Regions from separate parts of the Mus musculus genome. Here region 2 is linked to region 1. Evidence: chromatin contacts called from public HiChIP or PLAC-seq data. All regions are on one chromosome and are shown on one strand. The core of a region is the stretch at or near the end of the contact, and the rest is flanking DNA. Distances in the headings are between cores, read along the strand shown.

The links. HiChIP or PLAC-seq counts read pairs in DNA pulled down with a chosen protein or histone mark.
Region 2: an H3K27ac HiChIP or PLAC-seq map of epiblast stem cells shows a contact between it and region 1. The contact joins the enhancer-like site here to the promoter of Clec2h in region 1. A contact is called at or near these places in 1 of 39 promoter capture datasets (the C10 cell line), 1 of 15 datasets of contacts at CTCF or cohesin (pro-B cells), 2 of 484 Hi-C or Micro-C datasets (both in cortical neurons), 2 of 115 datasets of contacts at active chromatin or transcription factors (embryonic stem cells and epiblast stem cells) and 3 of 9 other capture datasets (adipose tissue, embryonic stem cells and liver).

What each region holds. Positions count from the first base shown.
Region 1 is chr6:128,660,780-128,663,743 of GRCm38.p6, reverse strand. Clec2h (C-type lectin domain family 2, member h) reads right to left here and starts at 1,359. Exons shown (of 5, transcript NM_053165.5): 1 at 1,212-1,359. The coding sequence starts at 1,302.
Region 2 is chr6:128,746,188-128,748,887 of GRCm38.p6, reverse strand. No RefSeq gene overlaps it. Among named protein-coding and RNA genes, the nearest start is that of Klrb1, 24 kb to the right of the region's middle. Within about 2 kb of position 1,352, at least 7 of the 459 cell types and tissues checked have an H3K27ac peak or open chromatin away from gene starts, as enhancers often do. A contact at or near this core is called in embryonic stem cells and epiblast stem cells, where this site is marked.

The sequences.
Region 1 (2,964 bases), core at 110-2,609:
CATGAAAAGAGATAAAAGTTTTAATAGTAAGACTACATGGATATATCTACTTATATATTTCTAAAGAATCTATTACAGGGGCTCTAAAAGTCATAAATGAGTTTATAATGTTGCAGGAAATATATAAGAATGCACAAAATAGTTTTAATTTTATATACTAACTCCTCCTCTTCTTGTTTCTCCTTCTTTTATTTAAACCTCAAGTGTTTATTATGAAAAATTTGAAGCATATACAAAAAACAGTATGATAAATTCTCAACTCAGGATAAGTTCTCTCACAGAACTATGGGGTGTGTATGTATATCTATTCAGAAAATAAAATGTTCCAATTATGGAACAATTTTTGTTCAGTTGAAAAGCATCTACAGTTTTTTGATCTTGCTTTCTTGGTGAGTATGAACACTGTTTTCCAGGAAAACCAATATTTTTTTTCAGTAAAACAAACAAGCAAACAAAAATTAAAGTAATGAAAGAGGGTAGAAAGAAATAAAAAAATAAAAGAATGAAACAGTTTCCATGTAGAAAAGGGTTTTCTTTCTGAATACTGAAACAGAAATTCCAAAGGATTGTTCATTTTCTGTAATTTAGCACAAACCATACATGCCAGAAGATTTGCTGGTGGGGGGGGGGGGGTGGATTCAGCTTCACCCTGTACCTCACCTTTCCTCTTCCTTTTGAAGCACCTATGCAAAGCCCCAGTACCACAGGGAACTTCACAGCTGTGTTCATTGAAAACTGTGCTGTTAGAGCTTCCTTCACTCTGGGTTATAAGGAGCATGCTCTACAGCAACATCCTCTAATTCACCAGAGTGTCCTAGCAAGCTATATACACACACACACACACACACACACACACACACACACACACACACACACACCAAAAACACGCTAAAGAAACAAATGAAAACGAATATACAACAAAACCCTAACCTCAAAAGCAACCAAACAACCAAAAATCAAAACCAAAGCAAACAAATCCTATGGCTTAGGCTCTTGTGGTTAATCCATTATTCATTTCTCTTGCTCAGAAATACTTGAGTATTAAATACTCTGATAGAGTAACTTATATAACAGATGCCTCCAAACATCACCACTTCTACAGAGATTCACCATGGCAGGCTAACAGGCAGGACACTCAGCTCCTCTGAGGGTCTCTGTTGAAACTTCCCTCTATCCCTTTAGCTTAATTTAAAGTGCATTAAAATGCATACCCATTTCTCCCTCCTGCAGGCAGTCTGCAGCAGTGAGGTCTGCCCTCTGCAGCATGCCCATGGAACTCGTTTCAACCTTTGCAGCATTCATCTGTGAGCTGAGAGGAAGAACTATGACTCAACTGAATTCAGGAGGTGATTTGAAAGGAAACTGTCAAGGAGAAGGAGCCTTATATACTGTATGTGCTTCCTAACAAGGACTTTACAAGCCCAGCCCAGACTGGTGATTCATTAATCACTTCTCAGTACTGAGCACATCATGTGTCAGCACATAGTTTTCTGTTTGTTGGAGAAACAGAATCACAAGGTAGGGGATATTGACATGAAATTAAGTGGACTTTAAACACAATAAATGAAACTGATAAATGCCTGAGAATTAGAAAATATCCCTTACTTATCACCGGTTCTTTGAGAAAAATAATGCTTTGATGAAAGATGCTGTTATTAATTGGAGGAACTATTTATTTTGAAATGGGGTCTCACTTGTACTTCTGGCTAGCTCCAGTCTCACTTTGTAGATCAGGACGGACTCAAATTCTTGGAAAACAGCTTGCCTCTGCTCATAAGTGTTAGCCTTAAAAATGCAAGTCACCACACTCAGCCCATATATTTTAATTTTGGAACATTTTTACACACAGAATCTCTAGATTTGGCCATTCTTCTGATCATGAATAATTATGATGTAGATTAGAAAATGAGGGCACTGCTGAAATGCAGATGAAGGCGAATACACAATTACAGAGCCATGACCTGTCCAGGAACCTGTCCCAGGAGCAGCAGCTCCATCCTAGTGGGTACAACACAAAATGTGCAGACACAGGAACATTTGAGAGAGATATTTACAGTAAGTAAATTCGAAACATACAGCAGCTATGTCAGCAATGCAATAGATTTTTATCAAAGAACTAAGTACAACAGATAAGAGAGGAAGGAGCATTCACTACATGTTCTTAAAGTAAAATATATCCATGTAGTAAAGAAATTTATTGTATAATAGTTCCCTAGTATAATGAGCAACAGTAATTGAGAGCAAAGTCCAGTATATCCACCATATGTATCATGTAGGACTTTAGCCATTTGACTCTGTACCCAGTTCCACAACACCGAAAGCTCAACTCCCAGATGTTCTAACACACACAAGATCAGAGGTGAGGAGGCCACAACATCTGCTCCAAAAGCCAGAGTAACTGGGTCCAACAAGATCCAGGGACACAGGGACTCCTGCCCAGCCAGTGGCACAGATTCCTTCCAGTCTGAACCTGCATCTGGAGCAGACCTAGGTTGTTGGCTCTGCACCTATTGTTCAAATACCCAGAGGGGGTCCCATTCCCAGGTACACTGAAATGCCCAGGATCACAGGATCACAGGGGAAGCTCAATTCCCAGATCAGACACACTCAGGAGCACTGGAGCTCTGACATACTCAAGATCACAGCCAGGGCCACAATATCTTTCCCAACACCCAGCATAACTGGGATACAAAGAATTCTCAACGGAGGAATCTTGAATGGCTGAGAAGCACCTAAAAAAAATGTTTGACATCCTTAGTCATCAGGAAAATGCAAATCAAAATAACCCTGAGGTTCTACCTTACACCAGTCAGAATGGCTAAGATAAAAAACTCAGGTGATAGCAGATGCCAGCGAGGATGTGGAGAAAGGGGAACATTGCTCTATTGCTGGTGGGATTGCAAGCTGGTGCAACCATTTTAGAAATCAACCTGCCAGCTACTCAGAAAATTGGAAATAGTTCTT
Region 2 (2,700 bases), core at 103-2,602, 85 kb before region 1:
AGAAAGAAAGAAAGAAAGAAAGAAAGAAAGAAAGAAAGAAAGAAAGAAAGAAAGAAAGAAAGAAAGGAAGAGAGAGAGAAAGAGTAAGGAAGGAAGGAAGGAAGAAAGAAAGAAAGAGAGAGAGAGAGAGAGAGAGAAAGGAAGAAAGAAAGAAAGAAAGAAAGAAAGAAAGAAAGAAATGTTCAAAGTTTTTAGTCATCAGAGAATTGCAAATCAAAACAACCCTGAGAGTCCACTTACACCAATCAGAATGGCTAAGATCAAAAACTAATGTGACAGCACATGCCGGTGAGAATGTAGAGCACTCTTCCATTGCTGGTGAGAGTGCAAACTGGTATAGCCACTCTGGAAACCAATCTGGCAGTTTTTCAGAAAATTGGAAATAGATTCACCTGAAGACCCAGCTGGGCACGTACCCAAAAGATGCTCCACCATGGCGCCAGGGCACATGCTTCACTATGTTCATAGCAGCTTTATTTGTAATAATCAGAAACTGTAAGCAACATAGATGTCCCTCAAACAAAGAATGGATACAAAAAATGTGGTTCATTTACACAATGGAATAATATTCAGCTGTTAAAAACAAGAACATTATGAATGATGCAGGCAAATGGATGGAACAAGAAAATATTATCCTATGTGAAGGAACCCAGATCTAAAAGGGTATGCATGGTATGTGTTCAATGATAAGTGGATATTAGCCACAAAGTACAGACTACCCATGAGGCACCCCACAGACCCAAAGAAGTTAAATAAGAAGGAAGGTCCAAGTGAGGATGCTTGAATCCCACTTAGAAGGGGGAACAAAATAGTCATGGGAGGGAGAGGAAGGGAAAGAGAGGGGAGTGGGTATGGGGCAGTATTTGTGATATTAATTAATTAATTAATTAATAATTTAAAAAGGATTTAACTCAAAATAACTTTAAAAAGTCATGATACTGAGCAGATTTAGTAGTCCCCTTCCTCCACAATAATGCATATGGAGTAAGGACCACTGAGAGTCACTCTCAGACAAGCTAAAATGCCTGGAAGAAGCAGAAACCAGCAGTACTGCCTAGAAGATCACAGACCAACTGAGACCCCAAGAAAGGACACAGTGATGATTTTAATGAGAATGGCTCTCGTTGACTGCCGCAGACCCTCTGGGTCCCTTTGTCTGTGTGGACAGTTCTCTGGGTGCAGATGGTCAAGGAGTCGGTGGGTGACAGACAGACCAACATGCGAGATTGTGTAGAATCTGAATGTATTTTGTCAGGTTGAGCACCAAACTTTTTATATCAAAGAATAATAAGAAATAAGGCAGATACAATCCACCAAGTTACAGTGATGCAATACAAAAGGAACGTATACATCACAAGAAGGAGGGGACCAGGCCACTGCCACTATGAAGGGATCCAGGTGTAAAGCTAGTCTATTGTTAAGCCCACCACCAGGGGTTCTGCACTAGCAGACCTTTTCATGAATACTGCAATACCCCAAACCCCCTATCCTGGGTCTACAGAAGAATTCACCAACTTGCTTCTAATATGAAGCTTGCTATACCTGGCTGTAGAGAAGATCTCTGTCTCAGTGGGATTCCCTAGCTATATTATGGTATTCCCTTGTTTGGGTGAGATTTGCTACTGTCCTTAGTAAATACTTTGCAGACCAGCTCTGAGCTGTTGGCCCCGTCTTTTGTAATGCTTAATTAGTTACTGAATAGGTAACTTCCTTACTGCATTCCTGCCGGATTCCAAGCTCTTCCGGTTTCTGGGACCTTGGAACACTGGTGGGAGCTTACGTATGTCAGAATTCAATCTTAAAAGACACTTATAATAAGATAATGCTAAAAGAGATCACGTGGATCCATAAACCAGACTAACTCGGGGATAGGGTATGAATATACGGGTTAATGAGATCGCCAAAGCTCCAGGAGGTGAGTTTCCGTGAAACTCTTTGCCTCGTGAGTGCTTCCAGGCTTCTCAGCCTGCCAAGCAGACTTCCCTGGAGTGTCTGTGACATTTCCCAGTGTGTGTGGCAGTTGACTCATATATTTCAATGCTTAGTCCACTATGGGTGAAGTTGTTTGCGGAGAATTAATAGGTGTGGCCTGGTTGGAGGAGTTGTGTCACTGGAGTTGGGTTTCCAAAAGCCCACACAATCCCTAGTCAGCTCTGTTTTTGCCTCATGGTTGTCTTAACTCTTAAGCTCTCAGCTACTGCTCCAACATCATACTTCCCTGCCTGCTGCCACGCTCCTCACCATGATGGTCATTGATGGACTCAATCATCTGAATTTTAAAGCAAGCTTGCAATAAACTCTTCTATAAGTTGCCTTGGTCATGGTGTCTCTTCACAGCAAAAGAAAAGTAACTAAGATAGGCACTCTTTTACCCAGGGTTACTCAACATACCTGTTTCAGTATGTTCCAAAGTTCTAGCTTTTGTGAATTGCCACTCATGTTGGAATGAACTTTGATGATTCCATCCTCATGTCATTTCTGGTCTTGTATGAAACCCCTCAACCCTCACCCAAATTCCTAACCACCTGTATCTATATCATACCATCAACAATCATGTTACTGATGGCCCTGAGCAGGTTGTATTCCCCTTCAAAAGTGTTTCCTGTGTAACACTCAAAATAAGAGCTTATTCCAGGTTAAAAAAAAATGACACATAAAATATTGACTTTATAACTGGTTTCTTTCATAAATAACTTAAAT